Regions from separate parts of the Mus musculus genome. Here region 2 is linked to region 1. The links are chromatin contacts, called in public HiChIP or PLAC-seq maps. All regions are on one chromosome and are shown on one strand. The core of a region is the stretch at or near the end of the contact, and the rest is flanking DNA. Distances in the headings are between cores, read along the strand shown.

Region 1 (4,369 bases), core at 1,071-3,570:
TCCCCATCCCCGGGACCAGACATTATTTGTCCAGCTTTGCTATCTCATTAGCAAGACTGCTGCCAGACCCGCCCTTTTCAATCCACCCGATAAACAGCCCAGTGTGATTTTCATAAAATGAAAGTGGAACCAAATTAATCCCTGATAAGTAATAATAATAATAATAATAATAATAAAGATCCTGCAACAGTTCCATTATGATGCTGATATTTTTAAAGGTAGGTTGACCATTTAGTCAAATGAATTCTTAGGCAGAACTCCCCCCCCCCCCGCCATGTGTAAACCAAGGATATAACTGCTATACATCTCTTTTACAATTCAGCTCTTATATCTATACATCTATATGAGTGCATTTGTTGCAAAACTAATCAATAAAACAACACCTTGGGAACTGGAGAGATGGCTCAGTAGTTAAGAGCCCTGACTGATCTTCCGGAGGTCCTGAGTTCAATTCCCAGCAACCACATGGTGGCTCACAACCATCTATAATGGGATCCGACGCCCTCTTCTGGTGTGTCTGAAGACAGCAACAGTGTAACCACATACATGAAATAAATACATCTTAAAACAAACATACAAACAAAACAACAACAAGAAAACCCCAGCAGTTTAGGTGACAATATGTTTGAAAGCAGGGGTTAGGTCGCCACCATAGACACAAGAAGTTTCAGTATCCAGCCAATTTATTTTTATGTTTCTGCACAGTTCTGAGAGAGTCCAGTTTGCACCCCCAAATACTTGAACATGGGAAGAGCTGCTTTATTTTCAAATATTTAAAGTACTCTTTCTAAAAGAAAGGATTCACAGGTCTGAAGACTGCTTGAGACACAGGGTTCCACAGAACCCAGCGTGAAAGCCTCAGCCCCGTTAAATAAGGTTCTGGCCCTTTCACAAGGTACTCAGTCAGAGGGGTCCCTTGCCTGGGAGCCTTTTGAGTCCTTGTAACACTTTCCCCAATGATCCTGCATGTCTAAGTGTGAATTCTGAACAAGTTCTTGAGCTTCAAAGACAGCTTCTTGCTTTTCACTCACTCCTCTGCCCCTCCCACCCTCCCAGGAGATCCCACCCACTGAAGCTTTAAGATCAGCTCAAAAGTCATTATCCCAAAGCCTTCTCAGTGGCAGTCACCCCCTCCCCCCCAGTGCTCCCACAGCATGTAGGATCTTTTACCTGAGAATCCACCATCTCTAGAGCCTCCGTGGTCACACTCCAAACTCCTGAGACAGGCAGACCACACTTAATATCTCTGTCACCAGGATGAGCCAAGGCCTAGAGGTGACTGTGGATGGGGTAGCCTCCTGGGTAAAGTCGTTGTAGTGAAGCAGTGGAATGCTTTAAGGTCGGACTGGAAGTCCTTGTGTAACGCCTTTGGGTCCCTTTCTATTCTCAATCCCTTGCCCAAGTTCCTGGGTCTAAGGCGGAGAGGCGTGAACAACGCTAAGGTATCATGAACTTTCCTAACAGAGGAAGAGGAATGCTTGCCTCTGTGTGAAGTTGCAAATGGTTGATGCCACCACTGAGATCAGAAGCAATGTCTAAGGTGCAAAGCCCAGCGCTGGGAGCTCCAGAGCCTGGGAGCAAAGCCCTGAGCCTAGAGCAAGTAATCGTTCCTTTAAGATGCAGGGAGAGTGACCTGATCCCCCGGGGTCTGGGTATTCAGTTAGAGCCCAAACGCCGAGGCTTGGGCCAGGAAGCTGAACTGACTGCACAGATGGAGGAGACCTGAGAGCCCAGCGAGCAACCGGGTTCCCAGAGTCGAGTTAGGAGTTACGGAGCCCAGGGCGCTGCTCCCGGGTTGCTGACCAGCTCTGCCAACAAGTGCAGTCCGCGCGTTCAGGTTGCCAGCGCCGGAGGGGATAGGCCCCTGATGACAGCATGGGGGAGGGGTATTCTGGAGTAGAACCTGAGCCCGGGATTGGGGGGAGGGGGTGCGGAGGCACTGCCACTATAGCAGAGCTCCCAAAATAAACTGGAGCCCCAGCCAACTGCTGGGCACATTCTGGGGCGGAGGAGCCTTGTCACCTTCGGGAGGGGTTCCACGAGGCCCTTTCCAAAGGGCTTGAGACCCGTCCCTAGAAATGGCCCTTCCCGTGTCCCCCCAAATCCAAGCCCTACTTTTACCGATTTGGGTTTCTTCTTGGACGAGAGGTTGTCATAGAAAGTCTTGGCTTCCTCCCAGCGCGGTACCGCGGCGGTCTCTGCCCCTGGCCCGGGTTCGCGGGCCTCCCGGGGCTGCCCTGGTTCCATGCTCCGACTCGGATTCTATCCGGCCCGGCGGGAGAAGACAGCAGTGGAGACGCGGAGCTCTCGGCACCGGGCTGAGGGAGGGAGGCGCGTCCCGGGTGGGAGAGGCAGGCGGGCAGGGCCGGGAGGGAGTGCGAGTGAGCCTGCCCCGCCCGCCGGGGGTGGGGGGTGGGGGGGACCGTCAGGTCCGAGCCGCCCTCTTGGCATTTAGGGGAACTCTGATTCCTCGACCGACCCGGGTCTGAAGCAAATGGGGAGCAGGTGCAGTCTGCTTTCTGGAGCAGGCCGAGTGGAGCCAGGCTTGTGGAGTACTGCGGCTTCGGGGTTGCGGGGATGAAGTTCAAGGGCACCGAGAGAGGAGGAAGCCTAACATTTTCCCCTCCTAACACGATAATGCCCAAACCAGAAAATGAATAGTAAGCGCTCCTCCAAACTAACAGGTCTCCTACCCCTATCAGATGCCAGCATTGGACCCTGCGTGATCCGTCGCCTTTCTCCACATTCCAGTCTATCCTTGGACCCAGGGAAGTGTTGGATGGACAGCCTGGTTCATGAACAGGAAGCCTCATTGCGTGTAGGGGAAAGTGTGGGACACAGTTCTTACACAGGCGAAGGGGCTCTTGAATCTAAGGCGATGTTATGCTCGCCTAATGGGCGACACAGTCAAGAGTGATTCCAAGGGACTGGATTCATGTCGGCTCCCCTGTTGGCCAGCAGGGGGCGTGCATTTTCAAGTCCCGCGCGCTGAACTTGAGATGGTTACAGTTGTGAGGAAAGGAAGGGAGGAATGGAGTCTAGAACCCAAAGGATTTTAGCCTAGCATTTTGGAATTTCAGGGTATTTTTCACGCTGGTGCAGAGCTCTGAATTATCTGCCTCAAGGCAGAGCCATCTCTCCGACATGGATTGGAGATGCCTGAAAAACATTGGTTTAGCTGACGGGTGGTGGTGGTGGTGGTGGTGGTGGTGGTGGTGGTGGTGGTGGTGGTGGTGAGGTTCCTTTGCCTGAGACCCCTGGGACAGAGTGGAGCTCTGTCCAGCCTCCACCATGTCTAGAAGGAACCAAGTAAACTTTGTACTGTAGTTATTTCCTCCTGATCGAAACACTCCCTCCTGGGAGGCTCTGAGGCCCAAGAAACTCAAAAGATTCGGGGAGCCTAGAGAATTCTAAAGATTTGGGGTCCCTGCCTAGTTATACAGATATCAAAGTTACCCGCTGTTGGGAGAGGAAGGGCACCTTTGGTGGTGTAGCTGCCCTCAGGTCACACAGGGAACTCCAGTGTTTCAGTTTTCCTGAGTCAGCACCCGTGCTGGGCTTTTTGGTGATGCAGTTTCCAGAGTTGCTCAGATTCCTGTAAATAACCCTCACCCACACACATGTTAGTAACCCCAGTGAACTCACCAGCTCAGTAAGCCGAGCCTTTGGGTACCACCCTTTATCTGGAGTGAACAGAGATATCTCCACTGGAAAAGCAGTAGCGTAGATTTGGGTAAATGAGAGGGGAAGTTAAAAAATAATAAGATTGGTAAAGTAAGTTCAGATGTTTCCAGATTTGGATGGATTGGGGTGTGTGTGTGTGTGTATGAGAGAGAGAGAGAGAGAGAGAGAGAGAGAGAGAGAGAGAGAGAGAGAGAGAGATTTGCTTACATAAAAGGGAATCCATCCCCAGCAATTTGGATCTGTGTGGCTGGCTTGAAAGGATGACCTGGGAAAGTCAAATTTCCCTTTCTTTAGAATGTGGGGTTGGGTGTCAGCCTCAGGCAAGACAGTGGGTGTTATGAAGTGTTAGACGTCCACCTAAATGAGCCCCTGCAGAGTGGTCAAACTCCACCTCAAACAGAGGGATGTGAGCAGAGAAGTCTTTGTGAGCCAACTGAGGTGACCACCAGGTAGAATATGGGGACGAACGGACGGACAGAGGACCCCGTGAGTGAAGCCTTGCCCCGAGGGTGCTGCCTCTGGTCACAGCTCCGTAAGCCCTGGCTATTGTGGCTCTCTCCCGATTTCCATGACTTTCTCTTTTTAAAGGCTGAATGGTTGAGAAGTGGGGTGATTACTCCCTGCAGCGGGGCTGGGGTCCTGGAAATGTAAGTTAGCTCAGTTTCCCACGGGGTTCTTTCTGCCG
Region 2 (4,369 bases), core at 577-3,076, 51 kb before region 1:
ACACAATAACTCTCAGGCCAACCTGGGCTACACAATAACTCTCAGGCCAACCTGGGCTGCAGAGTGAGACACTGTCTTAAAAACCAGAACAATAGGGTTGGAGGGATGGCTCAGTGCAGTGGTTAAGAGCACTGACTGCTCTTCCAGAAGTCATGAGTTCAATTCCCAGCAACCACATGGTGGCTCACAACCATCTGTAACAGATCTGAGACCCTCTTCTGATGTGTCTGAAGAAAGTGATAGTGCACTGAGTACTCACATACAATAAACAAACAAACAAACAAACAAACAAATAAATAAAATCTTTTAAAAAATGTTCTTTTATAAAAAAGCAGAACCTGGGCGGTGGTGGCACATGCCTTTAATCCCAGCACTTGGGAGACAGAGGTGGGGGATTTCTGAGTTTGAGGTCAGCCTGGTCTACAAAAGTGAGTTCCAGGACAGTCAGGGCTACACAGAGAAACCCTGTCTCAAAAAACCAACCAACCAACCAACCAACCAACCAACCAACCAAACAAACAAACAAATAAATAAAATTAAAAAGCAGAACAATATGTGGGGCCATGGTGGTGTACACCTTTGACCCCAGTACTCGGGAGGCAGAAGCAGGTGGATTTGTGTGAGTTCAAGGCCAGCCTGGGCTACAGAGCTAGTGTCAGGACAGCCAGAGCCATACAAAGAAACTCGTCTTGAAAAACTGAAACCAAACCGAACCAAACCAAACCAAAGGAACACTGAACACCCCTGCACACACCCACCCCCCCCAAAACCAGAATAGCACAAGATAAAAAAGAAAAGAAAGGAAAATTTCCTATCACCTGAAGGATTCTAAGAAGAAAAACTGACAAAAATGAGGAATGTTGAGGTTTTTATTTTATTGTTGTTCTTGGTATTATTATCTGAGGCAGTGTCTCCCTATGTAGCCCCTTCTGGCCTGGGACTTCCTATGTAGATCAGGCTAGCCTTGATATTGCAATAATATTCTTGGTATATTCTTAGTAATATCTTTGGTATATTTTTAGTAATAGTCTTGGTATATTCTTAGTATGCCAAAACCAGAGCGTAGAAGGCAGCTGGGAGTGCTAGGATGCTGGGGCTTGAGGGAGCACACACGAAAGTGGGTGCTGTTAGAGAATCCTATACCGAACGGGCACTGAGGAAAGTCCAAAGAACCCACAACAGGATACCTGCCTGCAAGGAATGGCAGAGGCCAGTGTCACAGGACACCAGAGCAATTCAAAGACGGAATGACTAGGGCTTGCTGGCACACTGGCTGTGGGCTGTAAGAAAGAGGTTCAAGGGGTTAGAGAGATGGCTCAGCAGTTAAGGGCAGATGTTGCCCTTGGAGAGGACCTGGGTTTGAATCCCGCCAGTCATGTGGCAGCTCAAGTGCTTGTAACTGCAACGCCTGGGGATCCAGTGCACTCTTCTGGCCTCTGCAGTCACCAGCCATGCCTGCATGCATGGGATGCCAATGCTCATACATATAAAACCTCGCTCTCTCAGAGAGAGACAGAGACAGAAAAACGGCTGTTCAAGGGCCAACTCTAGAACTTTTTATGCTTGAGCAACCGGAAGGACCAAGTTGCTGTTTCCAGAAACCCTGAAGGTCTGAAGACTGCATCAGAGGAACCAGATCTGAAGAGACCTGGCGTGTGGCTTTGGGCATGGTCGTCTGAGATGCCTCTGAGTTATTGGTGGTAGGAATCCACGTCTGTGCTCGGGAGGCTAGGTACTGGCTAGGAGGTCTCAATCCTAGCCTTGCTTCTGACCATGCAGGGAAGTTGCCAGGGTTTGGCCTAGGGCTTTTGTGTTCCTCCTTTAGCACTTCAAGTGCTGGCCTGTGTCCAAAGCCACCATACAGCACCCCACACAGAATCTCAATAAGACCCCTGTCTAAGGGACTGAGGCAGAATGGATGACACCCACGCATCTCCCTGCTGGTCATGGCACGGGGCCAGGTGCTTCGGACCAGTTATTCACATACTACAGGGACAAAACTGGAAATCCCCAAACCTGGTTACCCATGAACTCAGTCTTGAGTGAGAGCCTGACAGGGCTAGGAGAGTCCAGAGAAGGCACATGGTTCCCCTATGCCAACAATGATTGATCAAGTTTGCTTCTGGGTTTTAGCCGTCTTAAGAAGGGACAAGAGTGGGCTGGTGAGGTGGCTCAGTGGGTGCAGTGTATGAGTTCAACTCCAGGAACTCATGTAAACAGCTGGGTGTGAGGTTCCCACTGTGATGCCAGAGCTCCTAAGGGGGGAGGGGGGAGGCAGAAATGGAAGAACCAGCTAGAAGCTGCTCAGTGCAGAGCAGCAAAAGAAATGAGAGAGAGCCTGCCTGAAAAGCAAGGTGGAAGGAGCAAGCTGATCCTGACCTCCCCATGAATGTGATGCATGCACACACACACACACATACACACACACACACATGCACACACACACACATACACACACCACACACACACACATGCACACGTACACATACACACACCACACACACACACACACATGCACACATACACATACACACACCACACACACATGCACACACATACATGCACACATATACACACACCACACACATACATGCACACACACACACGCATGCATACATGCACATACACATACACATGCCCTGTGGTTGTTTGAATAAGAATGCCCCTCCCCCCTCATAGGCTCATAGATTTGAATGCTTGGTCATGAGGGAGTGGCACTATTTGACAGGGATTAAGGGTTGTGTTCTTGATGGAGGAAGTTTCTTGATGGAGGAAGTGTGACACAAGGGGTGGACTTTGGGGTTTCAAATGCTCAAGTCAGGCCCAGTGTCACTCACTGTCTCTTCCGGCTGCCTGCCTGTCTGAATGTTGCTCTCTCAGCTCCTCTCCACCTCTACCTGTGAGCTGCCGTGCTGCCCGCCATGGTGATAATGGACTAAACCCCTGAAACTGTAAGCCAGCCCCAATTAAATGCTCTCTTCTATAAAAGTTGCGATGGTCATGGTGTCTCTTCACAGCAACAGAACACTGACTAAGACACCCCCAAATAAAATTAAAAATAAATCTTAAGGAAATAAGAAAGGAACAGCATGTGAAATTGATTAGTGATGTCTGCCATGAGGGCAAGGTCAGGAAGTGTCTGTGAATGTGAAATTGATTAGTGATGTCTGTATGTAGTTGTGGACCTTGGCTTCAAAGGGTCCCTTGAGGTATTGTGCATGGTGAGTTTTAGTCAACCTACATTCAGTTACAGCAGCCAGATAAAACGTACCCAAATCTTCAGCTATGGGCTGGAGACTGGGAGGAGGGGCAGGGGACAGAAATGTCCCTGTGGAGATTAATTCTGCTCTGCGTCTCAGAAAGCCATCAGTTTTGTTCCAGGGATGTGGTTCACTTGGCATACGTGAAGTCCTAGGTTTGATCCCCTAGACTGTCATAAGCCAGGTCTAATGGGACACACCTGCAATTCCAGCAGGGAGAGCTAGAGACAAGAGGATCCCAAGTTCAAGGTCATCCTCAGGTATATAGAGAGTTCAAAGCCAGCTTAGACTCTGTGGATACCTTGTAAGTAAAAGAAAACCAACCAACAGACCAACACAAACGCAAGCAAGCAAAGAAAACACTAAAAGCAAGCAAGCATACTTCCACCTTCATCAAGCTGCACTTCCGTCTGCTTATTGACTAGAAATGTCCTAAGTGGGAAAGACCCCAGTTCGTCTCTCTGTATCTCCTAAAGAGAGGCTGAGCCCTGCCCAGCTAGCAAAATCACTGTCACCAGGGCCTGAGCACTACTATTACAAAAGCATCTAGTTTTTTCACAGAATAGGCAAGGCTGAATTATCTCTTCCTCCTCCCTCCTCCTCTAGCCTCCCACTCCTCCTCCTTCCCCTCCCACGCCTCCTCCTTCCCCTCCCACTCCTCCTCCTCCCTCTCAATCCTCCCCTCCCTCCCCCTCCTCCCTCTCACTCCTCCCCCTCCCTCCCCCTCCTCCCTCTCACTCCTCCCCCTCCCTCCCCCTCCTCCCTCTCACTCCTCCCCTCCCTCGCCCTCCCTCCCCCTCCTCCCCTCCCCCATTTCTTTTTCATCATCATTTAGCTGCTGCTTGTTTTTACAGTTGCATGCTGGTGCTTCCCCCTCATGAATGTCTGCACCACAAGGAAGCAGGGCTGAGGCGAGAAGAAAGCCTTCGAGCTCTGGGACTGGAGTTCTGGGTGATTGTTAGGGTCCATGCTGGGAACTGAACCTGGGTCCTCTGCAAGCAAGAGCCACAAATGCTCTTAACCATTGAGCCATCTCTTCAGTAACGACCCTCACCCTCACCCCCGTTTTGTTTGTTGTTTAAGATAGCCCCACATTGCCGGAGGCCTCG

The links. HiChIP or PLAC-seq counts read pairs in DNA pulled down with a chosen protein or histone mark.
Region 2: a contact with region 1 is called in an H3K4me3 HiChIP or PLAC-seq map of stem cell-derived neural progenitor cells, with 2.7 times the contacts expected there. The contact joins the enhancer-like site here to the promoter of Nt5c1a in region 1. A contact is called at or near these places in 15 of 39 promoter capture datasets (the 3T3-L1 cell line, 3T3-L1-derived adipocytes, the C10 cell line and 11 more), 6 of 15 datasets of contacts at CTCF or cohesin (CD8 T cells, the G1E-ER4 cell line, the NIH/3T3 cell line and 3 more), 159 of 484 Hi-C or Micro-C datasets (8-cell embryo, the AML12 cell line, B cells and 91 more), 25 of 115 datasets of contacts at active chromatin or transcription factors (CD4 single positive thymocytes, Th17 cells, astrocytes and 17 more) and 5 of 9 other capture datasets (adipose tissue, embryonic stem cells, embryonic tail and 2 more).

The regions. Positions count from the first base shown.
Region 1 is chr4:123,199,436-123,203,804 of GRCm38.p6, reverse strand. It overlaps Nt5c1a (5'-nucleotidase, cytosolic IA), which reads right to left and starts at 2,320. Exons shown (of 6, transcript NM_001085502.2): 1 at 2,122-2,320. The coding sequence starts at 2,247.
Region 2 is chr4:123,249,953-123,254,321 of GRCm38.p6, reverse strand. No RefSeq gene overlaps it. Among named protein-coding and RNA genes, the nearest start is that of Heyl, 19 kb to the right of the region's middle. Within about 2 kb of position 1,826, at least 13 of the 459 cell types and tissues checked have an H3K27ac peak or open chromatin away from gene starts, as enhancers often do. A contact at or near this core is called in 8-cell embryo, neural progenitor cells, neural stem cells and 4 more, where this site is marked.